3 separate regions of the Ovis aries genome follow, and regions 2 and 3 are each linked to region 1. Evidence: chromatin contacts called from public Hi-C data. All regions are on one chromosome and are shown on one strand. The core of a region is the stretch at or near the end of the contact, and the rest is flanking DNA. Distances in the headings are between cores, read along the strand shown. Region 1 overlaps ADGRV1 (adhesion G protein-coupled receptor V1). Region 2 overlaps ADGRV1 (adhesion G protein-coupled receptor V1). Region 3 overlaps ADGRV1 (adhesion G protein-coupled receptor V1).

The links. Hi-C and Micro-C count contacts between places; a contact is called where the count stands out from the background.
Region 2: a Hi-C map of liver shows a contact between it and region 1, with 4 times the contacts expected there. The contact joins two enhancer-like sites. A contact is called at or near these places in 4 of 16 Hi-C or Micro-C datasets (liver, omental adipose tissue, retroperitoneal adipose tissue and 1 more).
Region 3: a contact with region 1 is called in a Hi-C map of tail adipose tissue, with 3 times the contacts expected there. The contact joins two enhancer-like sites. A contact is called at or near these places in 3 of 16 Hi-C or Micro-C datasets (mixed tissues, omental adipose tissue and tail adipose tissue).

The regions. Positions count from the first base shown.
Region 1 is chr5:88,241,050-88,245,184 of ARS-UI_Ramb_v3.0, forward strand. ADGRV1 (adhesion G protein-coupled receptor V1) reads left to right here. Exons shown (of 90, transcript XM_027970511.2): 87 at 1,763-1,884. Among named protein-coding and RNA genes, the nearest start is that of ARRDC3, 260 kb to the right of the region's middle. Within about 2 kb of position 1,687, at least 8 of the 54 cell types and tissues checked have an H3K27ac peak or open chromatin away from gene starts, as enhancers often do. A contact at or near this core is called in liver, where this site is marked.
Region 2 is chr5:88,093,580-88,097,380 of ARS-UI_Ramb_v3.0, forward strand. The region is part of intron 83 of ADGRV1 (adhesion G protein-coupled receptor V1); the gene reads left to right. Among named protein-coding and RNA genes, the nearest start is that of ADGRV1, 330 kb to the left of the region's middle. Within about 2 kb of position 2,227, at least 3 of the 54 cell types and tissues checked have an H3K27ac peak or open chromatin away from gene starts, as enhancers often do. A contact at or near this core is called in liver, where this site is marked.
Region 3 is chr5:88,014,969-88,019,309 of ARS-UI_Ramb_v3.0, forward strand. ADGRV1 (adhesion G protein-coupled receptor V1) reads left to right here. Exons shown (of 90, transcript XM_027970511.2): 83 at 3,042-3,142. Among named protein-coding and RNA genes, the nearest start is that of ADGRV1, 260 kb to the left of the region's middle. Within about 2 kb of position 3,078, at least 6 of the 54 cell types and tissues checked have an H3K27ac peak or open chromatin away from gene starts, as enhancers often do.

The sequences.
Region 1 (4,135 bases), core at 437-2,936:
ATTGGAATTGGAAGTATTGGTATAAAAGGATGTTTTCCATTATACAGAGATAGATATAGGGATGTGTGTGTGTGTGTACGCACGTGTGTGCAAGCACACGCTCAGACATGCATGCTCTAGCTCTGAGAGGACTTAGGAACAGCAGTAACCCAATACCAAAGACTATACGCAGCCCTGGACCTTGGTTTCTAAACACCCTTCTACCCTGAAAGAAACCAGACTGTGGCAGGGGAAGTATGACATGAACTTGAAATGTCTTGTTGGGTCAGAAGCAAGGAAGTGCTCCCAGAACGATGACCTACCAGAAGTCACAGAAACCATCTTGAAGCGGCTCCCATTAATCAGACTTAGGACAACCTGAACATCAAAATAAACAGGTAGCAGTATAAGGGCTACAATCCAAGGAGTCTCGAGTCAGACACGACTTAGCAACTAAACAACAAAGTATACCATAACCCATTACATTGAGACTCTATATGACAAAAATAAATGAGTGAAGAAATCAAATATTCGATTAGTGAAAGAATATTTACCTAGTTCCTAAGTAATGCCATACAAGCTCATACTAATTACCAAAGAAAAAGGACTAACTCTGTAGTGGAGGACTCATGCAGCCACTACCTTAATCAAGTGGCCAAAACAAACAGCCTAAATAATAGGACAAATTGAATTCTTGTGGAAACCAATAGAATGCTGTAAAAAGAACCCAGCATCACTTCTGTGATTTCTGGCTAAGTTTATAATCTAAATCATGAGAAAATATCAAACTCAAATTTAAGGATGCTCTACAAGACAGACTTCCCAGGTAAGGTCAGTGGTAAAGAATCTGCCTGCCAAGCAGGAGATGTAGTTTCGATTCCTGGGTTGGGAAGATCCCCTGGAGAAGGAAGTAGCAACACACTCCAGCGTTCTTGCCTGGAAAATCCCATGGACAGAGGAGCCTGGTGGGCTGTAGTCCATAGGGTTGCAGAGCAGTTGGACATGACTTCGCGACTAAACAACAACAAGATCTGATTCACTTTCCAAATCTTATATGGCTTGCCATTTACATATTACTATCTCCTCTTTTAAGATTATTATTCTAAATCCAAAATATCAGAGATAAAGTAGAAAGGGTAATGAAGTCCTTTGGCCCGCAAGAAATCTGTTCTGGGAGCTGTCAAAACAAATTTCATGATAAAATAATGGTGGAATAAACTTACTCTTGACAGTAGTGAATCAGTCTCGTCATCTTTGCTCTTAACCACAGCTGTAGAGCTTGGTGTCCACTCAGTCAGAAAAAAAAGGTATGAATACATATGTTTCCATTACATACAAACAAGTTCATTAATGTTTCAAAATGTTAGACTAGGCTGCTGTAATTTTGGAAGCACATTGCTGCCTGCCATTTTCTGATAGAGAGCGCTTGTAAATTTTCCAAAGTAAAAAGCAGGTTTATATACTGGGCCTTTCCTGGGATCGAAATGTGAGTGCATCTCCAGCGCTTCCTGAACAGGCCAGCAGGTGGTAGTCTAGGAGAGGAACAGGTCTCATCCTTCTCCAGCCTTGGAGGGCAGAGAGAGAACAGAAGGAATGTAGACTCAGCAATGTTCCCTCCTCTTCTCTGGAATCCCTAAGAATGGGATTTCCAAGGTTGTTCTTGCAAAACAGGTACTTGGGCACAGAGGGTATCTCCAGGAAGGAGCTAAAAGTAATTTTGTATGCATGTATGATTATGAAGTATTCTCAAGTTCAAAAATTCTTTTTCTTTTATGGTGTCTAGAAATTCCGCTGGTTTTGTATCTCTTTGCCCTGATTTCGATGACATGGCTTTGGGGAGGCCTGCACATGGCTTACAGACACTTCTGGATGTTGGTTCTGTTCGTCATTTTCAACAGCTTGCAGGTAAGCCTCACGGTTGGGTTACAGCACGCATGTGTCGTAGTGAACACAAGGCGTGGAGTCTCAACATAAAGGAATCAAGCATCCACAGAGGTGAATTCATATGCACAAAACATCACGCAGAGTGTTAGATCAAAGTAGTAAAGATTGTGTTAAATTTTTTTAACACCTTAAATATTGCTGCTGCTGCTGCTAAGTCTCTTCAGTCGTGTCCTACTCTGGTGACCCCATAGACGGCAGCCCACCAGGCTCCCCCGTCCCTGGGATTCTCCAGGCAAGAACACTGGAGTGGGTTGCCATTTCCTTCTCCAAGGCATGAAAGTGAAAAGTGAAAGTGAAGTCTCTCAGTCATGTCCGACTCTTAGCGACCCCATGGACTGCAGCCCACCAGGCTCCTCCATCCATGGGATTTTCCAGGCAAGAGTATTGGAGTGGGTTGCCATTGCCTTCTCCATCTAACTTGCTGGTTATACAAATAGAAAGATATAAAATCTTTACCCTCCTTCATTTTGACAACACCTAAGTAACTACAAAAACATGTTTCTTTTTCAGCAGTATTGATGTTTATAAACTTTACAGATGGCAGCTATTTAGGGCACACGCATATATTTGGACTGGGTTTGTGTATAAAAATTAGATCAGCTGAGAGTGAAATAACAATGATGGTCAAGCAGTTCCCTATTAAGTCTGGTACTTGGTGTTTTGGTTCACTGAAAATGATTGACATCCTCCAAGTCTGGCAATGCCTAGCTTAAGTTAGCTTTGTGAGCATGTTTGGATGGTATAACTAGAAATTATATAACTAACAAAAATTAAAACTGACTTTTTTGTGCTTTTGTTAAATGGAAAAAAAGCTGCAACCTGAAATTAGCAAATGGAACAAATGAACTCATTTTTTTCTTATTTTCCAAAGTAAAAAGATCTGTCTGTAGACTAAAACAGTCTCTTGAATTTATCAAGGATTTCTCTAAACAGCCCTTGTTTGGATCACCATCTTATAAAATAACCTCTGTAGAGAAAGTATTAGGATTATAGCACACAACTGAAATATGACTCAAACCATATTTAGGTTTGCTTTTTCTGAGACAGCTTCATTAGTGAGATCACATTTAACAAGGTAGTGCCTACTCAGATCAGAATATCCATTTAAGGAGGGGAAAGATACAAAGTAGCTTCAACATTTGGAATCAGGTTGATACAAGTTGACATATAGACATCTCTCAATAGATTTATAATTGAGTACCCAGTACTCGCACAGTGGTACCAGTGCTGCCATTACGAGGACGAAGATGACAGCCCTGCTCCTCTAGGATCCGATGATTCAGGGAGTAAGCAGACAATTAGCTGTAAGGGTATACTGTGGCAGGTGCCATGTAAACACGGTGTTACGAGAGCAGAGTGGAGGACTTGTTCACTCCTGCCCGGGCTAGTGTTTGAACTGAGCCCCAGAGGTTAGCCATTCAGGTCAGAGGCCCTGTCTTGGTCACCTTTGAATCCCTCGGCCTAGCAGAACTAATACCAAAGTCTACACTGACAGCCTACTGATGTATTTTGTTTGGTGAACACACAATGGTACACTGAACAGGGTTTTAATATTTGCTCAATTTTAAAATTTCACATCAAAACCTGAATGTCTGGCTTTTCTTTGATGGATTATTTGCATGGCAGCAGTTTCAAGTCCTGAGTAGACGTTGCCCTCTTTAGATGAGGCCTGTGACCTAACGTGACCTAATTATACTCGATATATCTCATTCACTTTACCTGCTCCTAGCTTGTGTCACCTTTCTGTGTCAGTTGCTTGGTCGTGTCTGACTCTTTGCAACCCCTTGGGCTGTAGCCCATGAGGCCCCTCTGTCCATGGGGTTCTCCAGGCCAGAATACTGGAGTGGGTTGCCATTTCCTTCTCCAGAGGATCTCCCCAACCCAGGGATCGCACCTGGGTCTCCTGCATTACAGGCAGATTCTTTACCATCTGAGCTATAGGGAAGTCCCATAAGTGACAAGTAGCCAGAGTTGGGTATTTCAGGCAGAGAATACAGTGTTAGACTAGGCTGCAGAATGCAAACGTGGTTAGTCTTGCCTACATGTGGGGAAGGAAGAAAGTTTATGCAGCTAGAAAAGTTGTGGTGGGAGAGGAGAGAGAAGGCTGGGTTGTCTTAATTGCCGTGTTTCCATGCTCAGAATGGGATGATAAACTTCAGCCTTTAGGTAAAGGGAAACCGTCAGAGTTTTTTGGTTTTTAAATTTGGGGCAG
Region 2 (3,801 bases), core at 977-3,476, 150 kb before region 1:
ATTCAGCCATGGGGTTTGGATTTCCATTGAATGGACTGACCTGGTACGATTTCTTTTGTTTTTTGTTTCTGTTTTCTTTAATATGATATACCCAAAACTGTTTGGAAAACAAATATGTTTTGTAACAGTCCTCGTATAAGGACAGACCCTGGTGTGATTCTTGATGCAAGAGCTTCCTGAGCTGTAGAAACTGATGTGCAGCTTTCTCATAGAAAGTGAGAAGCAGTGATGCCAATACTTACTTTCCGTGTTGGTCTAATAGAATTTGATAGGTCCCTTTGGCAAACTGTGAATAAAAAACAAATATAGTGAATAAGAATGTCAACTTAAAATAATGCTTTGCATTATGGGCTTATTTGTCCAAGAACATCCTACGCAGTCTTCTGCACAGTTCATAATGACCAAGTGGTGAAGCCCTTTCATCGTTTGATAGTTTTGTACATAGATTTTTATAACTTGGCATTTAATGTGTGAATTCTGAAAGAGATGGGAATACCAGATCACCTGACCTGCCTCTTGAGAAACCTGTATGCAGGTCAGGAAGCAACAGTTAGAACTGGACATGGAACAGCAAACTGGTTCCAGATAGGAAAAGGAGTACATCAAGGCTGTATATTGTCACCCTGCTTATTTAACTTATCTGCAAAGTACATCATGAGATATGCTGGGCTGGAAGAAGCACAAGCTGGAATCAAGATTGCCGGGAGAAATCTCAATAACCTCAGATATGCAGATGACACCACCCTTATGGCAGAAAGTGAAGAAGAACTAAAGAGCCTTTTGATGAAAGTGAAAGAGGAGAGTGAAAAAGTTGGCTTAAAGCTCAACATTCAGCAAACTAAGATCATGGCATCTGGTCCTGTCATTTCATGGCAAATTCAAGGGGAAACAGTGGAAACAGTGTCAGACTTTATTTTTGGGGGGCTCCAAAATCACTGCAGATGGTGATTGCAGCCATGAAATTAAAAGACACTTACTCCTTGGAAGGAAAGTTATGACCAACCTAGATAGCATATTCAAAAGCAGACACATTACTTTGCCAACAAAAGTCCGTCTAGTCAAGGCTATGGTTTTTCCAGTGGTCATGTATGGATGTGAGAGTTGGACTGTGAAGAAAGCTGAGCGCCGAAGCATTGATGGGTTTGAACTGTGGTGTTGGAGAAGACTCTTGAGAGTCCCTTGGACTGCAAGGAGATCCAGCCGGTCCATTCTAAAAGAGATCAGCCCTGGGATTTCTTTGGAAGGAATGATGTTAAAGCTGAAACTCCAGTACTTTGGCCACCTCATGCGAAGAGTTGATTCATTGGAAAAGACTCTGATGCTGGGAGGGATTGGGGGCAGGAGGAGAAGGGAACGACAGAGGATGAGATGGCTGGATGGCATCACTGACTCAATGGACGTGAGTCTGAGTGAACTCTGGGAGTTGGTGATGGACAGGGAGGCCTGGCATGCTGCAATTCATGGGTTTGGGAGGCCTGGCATTCTGTGATTCATGGGGTCACAAAGAGTCGGACACAGCTGAGCGATTGAACTGAACTGAATGTGTGAATTTACGTAAGTGCAATATTGTTTTTGCATGTGTAATTACGTTTTTTACCCAAATAAAGAGTGTCTGAATGCCAATATTGGCTAAAGTTTTAATTTTTTAAATATTAGAAAATTTTTTTCAGATTTCCACAAGTCCAAATTTCTGAGTGGGCAATATAATTATCCTATGCTCATGTGATAATTTTATTATCCTAATCAGCTTGGTCTTGCACTTTTATGAACCATTCCATTTAACGGAAAAGAGGAAATACTGTGGTTTCAAGTTTAATTATAATAATTTTACCTAGATTTGAAAGAAACATTTCTCATGATGTGAGATCCTATATAATATAGATTACCCAACTCAATTAGCACTTGCATAACATCCACTATAGACAGTGTATGGTGCACAGGGCTAGGGATAAACAGTACCTGCCTTTGAAAAGGGGAAAGCAAAACAGGTTGATTTACTACAGAGTGTCACTGCTAAAGTATGACTTCTGAACAGGCGCCATGAGAGCTCAGAGAAGCAACCACTGCATTCATCCGAAGGTGACTTCGAGTAGGTGATATCGCAACTGATCATGCAAAGATTAGCTCAGTAGACTTTTGATAGGTCAGTTGAAGGAGGAAGGGAAGAGGAGATACTGTCTGCAGTGTGTCCAGGTAGAGCAAGTAGCCTCGATAAACACAGGCAGTTCTGATAGAATGTGTCATGCGTTGATGGAGAAAGAGATCAAAGTTCAGTTGAAGATGACTGGAGTGAGTATAAAGTAAAATTGGGCCAAAGTGCAAGGTGAAACTGGACTGGTAAGCAGGAGCTTGTCATCAAGATCCAGGTGTCCAAGAAGCTTGTAATTTTACCATTGATGGGGAAACAATGCAGGTTTAAGAGGAGAGAGGTGGTAGGAAAGGCATCAGTTATTGAAAAACAGTCATTTATCCAAGAACACAGCTAACTCACTTAATGCAGCTTCTGTAAAGTTAATGTCTTTTATTTTTAATTCAGCAAATTGATAAATATCACTGGGCGAAATGTTTCTTAAAAGTGATATAATTTTACTTAGAAATTGGTGAATCTTTTAAAATCAGAGATTAAGAATAAACAACTTTTTGCTTTCATCAGTACTTTAGAGCTAAATTTAATATAATGATTAAATTGAAGTATGGAAAGTAGAGAAGATTCAGCAGCATGCAAGTGACAACACAATTTCTGAAGAGAAATATTTCAATAACTTGCCATTTCTTCTTCTTTGATTAATTTATAATTAGGTGTGTTTCCTTGATGGTGGACAGATATGAAATCACTATCTCTGAATAGGCACATACTTGAAAATCTTTGCTATATACCAACTGAGAGAAAATTCACTGACAATTTACCGCTAATCTAAATTTGACCGCTTGGAATCTTAACACCTTAATTGAAATTGGTCATAAAATAAGTGGTTCAGAGGAGCTGAGGTACAAAGTTAGAATAGGAAGGACCATAAAGAACTCTCACTTTATGTTTTTACTTTACTCACGTGGTTTTATTTTCCTTCACCACGTAAATTGTTAGAAATTTTCCACTTGCCAGAAAGGGTTTCTCAAGCACTGTTAGACAATTACTGAAAAGTTAGTCCTTCATTTTAGCTTATCTTCCTCAAGGATAAATCTGTATGTAATCATTTTAACAGGCGAGAGAATTCAAGGAAGTGGTCATTTGCTCGGAAATGAGTTTGCAAGGCTGTGAATTTGTTTTCATTAGGAGTATGATTTCCCATTTCATTTTCACGTGAAAGGTACTTTTCCACCTTGTCACTTCTACATTGAGCAAGTCCGCCCACTAGGAGGCGCTCTTTCCAAGCTCATTTATCAAAGCACCCAGAAGACTTTCCCAATAAACCTTGTTGGGATATTCACTTTTTCTGTTTCTGAGCTAAAGATGCAAACACACAGCCCTTTTTTGCTAGTGAAAGCAGGCCTTTTTTATTGTTGTTAAAACAATAACAAAAACTTCCAGACGTTTTGGTTGGTACCTGTTTTTCTAGGTATTGTTTTGTGGCCAGAGGTGTTTAATTTGTTAGAAAAATGCAGTCTTTATTAAAATGCAGAACTTTTATTAAAAGTTCTAATAATGCCTTTAAAATAGTGATTCTTTCCCCAATATTTTTTTCTCTTAAGTAAAAACATATAGATCCCTAATTTTATCTCAGTTGTGAAATGTTGAGGATATTAAGCCATAACAGAATGCAGTGTTACAAAAAGTAATCAGTGATTTGTGTTAAGAGTTTT
Region 3 (4,341 bases), core at 1,828-4,327, 220 kb before region 1:
GTTATAAAGAATCAGACACAACTGAAGTGATTGAGCACCTACGCATAGAGGAGACAGAAATACATAATAAAACAATATAAAATTTATAAATATTTTAAAGGAATTTTCATGGGAAAAATGTAATATTTGACTTCTGGAGGATAAACTAGTTATTTTGAAAGTATATCTCATTTTTAAGGGATACCAAACGAGTTGTTTGCTAGATATGAATGGTCATACATAAACATTACACGTTTATGCACGTACAGACATTCAAATATTGTATAGATAGATAACAAGCTCTTTGGTCTTCTTTGGTACTAACAAAAGAATCTAGCTGTTCTTTAGAGTTTTTCTTATCTAAATCAAAGATTATCAATGTTATTATTTTGTTAAGGGTAATTTATCTTCCCTCTTACTGTCTAATCATATAGAAAAGTCATTTGTGTTAGTAAACTGATAAATTTTTTTTCCAATGAAGTCTGTAACCTACATAGTGCTAGGGAAAAAAAGTAAATGAAGATTATTCGATTAGTTACATGTTTGTTTTTCTGCCTAGTTGCCATGGAATCAATCTCTAAGAAACTATTTAGAGTTTACCTTGAGATAATACCTGGAATTGTCCTGCTTTACTTTTTAGAATTCCTTTTAGAATTATAACTTTTGTACTATGTGATTTATATATTAAGGAAATTTAAACCAAAAAAATAATCATTAGTTTAAAAAAGTCTGGCTTGTAAATTTAAATTTTGTATGCTAAATATAGTTCTTCAATATCAGATGAGAGAATAAAAGATAAATACTTAGTCTTTAGGAACTCGGTAACCAAAGTATTTATTTCTTTACATCTAAGGTATTCAGTAACTCTTCCAAGGTCAGCTGAGGCCAGGCTGCCTGAGGCTTTTTTCGCTGCGTCCTTTTTTCCTAAATAAAATAAGCACTTAAATAACATCATACATCATAGTTACAAGCTATCAGAGTCCAGCCCATTTTCCTGCCCCTGGCTTTGAGTCCTGGACTCCTACCAGGCATCATGCTAGCATTTTTAATTACAGCTTCGTAGACTTAATTAAATATTCTTGATCTGGTCAAGTTTAAGTGTGCTAAATTTATATCACGAAATGGGAGTATAATGGAGAATTACCAACTTAGGGGGAAAGGCTGTGAATAAGCTCTTTTGGGGATCTAGAAAAAGCAGTTGATTCAGGAGTATTTTTCCTTTGCCCAACACAAATCCCCTTGCCTCATATTGTTACCATCCACCATGGTAAGCTCACAGAAAAGCACATATTTGTCATCATGTGGCCTACAATGAAATGAGACTTGCAAGGCCCTGCTTTTTAGTCAGTGTATTACACACAGAGACATACACACACACTCAGTCTCTCTCTCTCTCACACTCAACTTGAACTTTGAGTTTAAGGTGGCTCTGATCATCATAGAAATGCAAAGTGTACTTTGGTGAGTTTGGAGCAACAGCTTTAATAGTTTATAAGCTGCCTAAGCAAAGATGCAGTTTCTGGGTACACTGTATACCTTTGTGGGTGGATTTGGGAGGCACCCTCAGGACCTGCACACCTGTCCCAGAATGCCTCATGGCAACCTTCCAAAAAAATGGATTACTGCGGATCTCTTGGCCAAATTTCTAGGCCGAAAGCCTTGACTAATGCAGAGCCTCACTTCCTGTGTGAAACTTTGTCTACCTTTTGCAAACCTAAACATACTGAGAGCTTTTCCCGAAAGGACTTCTGAGAGGCATTTCTGTGCTGATGAGTAGTCACAGACCTCACGTGGGCATTTTGCAGCTGCCCAGTCAGCTTATGCCAACATGTGGGTATGTTCCATCGCTTCAGAAAAGATAATGAGGAAACAAAATAAATGCAGCTTCTTTTGCCAGGGGGGGCGCTGAATGAGATAATGCATGGAAAACATAGGGCAAAGCAACATACACAAGCTGGTTGTTATGTGTCAATACTTCTAGACAAAATAACCCTGCAGAGGGTGAGAGTGGAGTAAAAGGCCTAAGTGATAAAGCAAATGCGTTGCTTTATGCAGCACACTTAAATTTTTAAAAGTCAGGAAATCTTTTAATTAATATATACATTCTGCATTTAAAACCTAATACTAGGGACTTCCCTGGCAGTCCAGTGGTATAGACTTCTCCTTCCAATGCCGGCGGGTGTTGGTTCAGTCCCTAGTTGGGGAGCTAAGATCGTGTATCCATGGCCAAAACCTCAAAACATAAGCAATATTGTAACAAATTCAATAAAGACTTTAAAAATGGCCCGCATACAAAATCTTAAACTAATATTAAAATAAACTTATACAAATTGCAAGATAAAAAAATTATGGGTTAGTCCTGAGATTCTGATCATTCCCTTGAAGTAGTGTAGGTAGGTGAGTTCAGGTAGATTCAAAGAAAATAATAATGTTTTCAACACCACTTAGAAACGTAGATATTTAGGTTAAAAACCATCTTGGTGGGAAAGAACACATTTTGTTCCTGGTTTTGGCACCCAGGAGTGTAAGGTTGCTTTTAAAATTCATAATCACCACTTTTGTAATTGCCTAACTATTCTTAGTAGATAAAAGGGGTAATTACCAAACCTGAGTTTTGGTAGCATCAATCCCAATTTTATGCCTGAAAAATTCACCTATTCACCTCCACAAATACATCTATTTAGCCAAGGCACCCATTCTTAGAAAATTTAGATTGGAATTTGATTCTTTTCTTAAGCAGTAATACCTGCCTGATGTATTACCAGAAGTTTTATGAAATTATTAATCAGCTTAATTTGTGCTTTCTTTTTAGTAGGGAAGTAAACAAGTAGATATTTGAAATGTAAAGTTCCCCTTTGGGCTTAATTGAGAAGTATGAGGATTTTATATGTCTGGTCAAGTGGAGTGGGTTGAAATTGAAACATGAACGTCCCCAGAAATATTGTGCTACGCGACTTTGTACTGTAAGCACCAAGATATTGTGCTTACCCTCTGAAGATTTAACCATGCTCCTGTTTGTTCATGGATTGTAAAACCACACACGGGCTCTTTTGTTCCTGCAGGTCTCTGCCTGGCTGTTCTTTCCCATATCTTCTGTGCCAGGTATTCCATGTTTGCGGCTAAACTTCTGACTCACATGCTGGCAGCCAGCTTAGGTACACAGGTAGGAGAGCGTGGGATTTCCCACTTTCATGCAATGTTCGTTTCTTCTTCTGTGATCCTTGAGCTGAGTGTATAAGTAAAATTTAATCTCACCCTAGTTGAAATAAGCTTGCTTAGTTTTGTAGTGGAGAAGGATGAAAAAGGAGACCGTAAGAGCAAATGAGAGTATCAGGTCTAAGCAGTGTAACGTTTTTGAGCTCCTTTATCCCTTCTATAGATAATTGCCTTAATATCACCACTCACAAAGAAAATAGCTGCTGCTTATTAAGAAGCATCATGTTGGCAATTTGTACATGTAAATATATTGTAAATGTATATATAATGTTTATATTAAAATTAGTCCATGGAGTCGCTGAGGGTTGGACACTACTGAGCGACTTCACTTTCGCTTTTCACTTTCATGCATTGGAGAAGGAAATGGCAACCCACTCCAGTGTTCTTGCCTGGAGAATCCCAGGGACTGGGGAGCCTGGTGGGTTACTGTCTATGGGGTCGCACAGAGTCGGACACGACCGAAGCGACTTAACAGCAGCAGCAGCACATTTTAGTTTAATCTGGATAAAATATGCTGTGTTACAGATCCTTTATATGGAGGGCATTAAAATGATAGACATTTTAAGACATCTGGATAATATATTTTGCTTCATTTAGTGTTATAGAATACAATTTGGTAAAAGTTTCTTTTTTGAAAAGCTGTCTATGGCAGAAGAAATAACATGGAAAACACTGAGTCATTCATTAGCATGCATTTTAAACTGTATAGTTTTTAAAGCCCAGAAGGCAGATCAAGATGAAATTAAATGCCTTTTCTGTCCATAAGGTACTCACAGTCTAAAACAGTAGATGTGTGTATAGATAACTCTGATGCAGTGTGGTAAGTGTAAACACAGACTGTGTGTGAAGATACGTGAGGACTTAAATTTTTCTGTGAAGGTTAAGAAAGTCTTCCTAGAGGAGGTGATATTTGGGCTGAGCTCAAATGAAAAGTTCCCACAGCTTCTTGATTAGCAGTGAGATGGGCATAGATGTAAGTATAAGTAAACAGGAAAAAGCATGATCACTTCTACCTGAAGGCTGTAATTACAGTTCTAGATTGTAAGGATACACTATATAGTGTTATTATTGAGAGAACTTGGTAATACTATTTTATAAAATTTCCTGTTTTTTTGGATGGTGAGTGCACTTCTAGAGTGCAGAAAA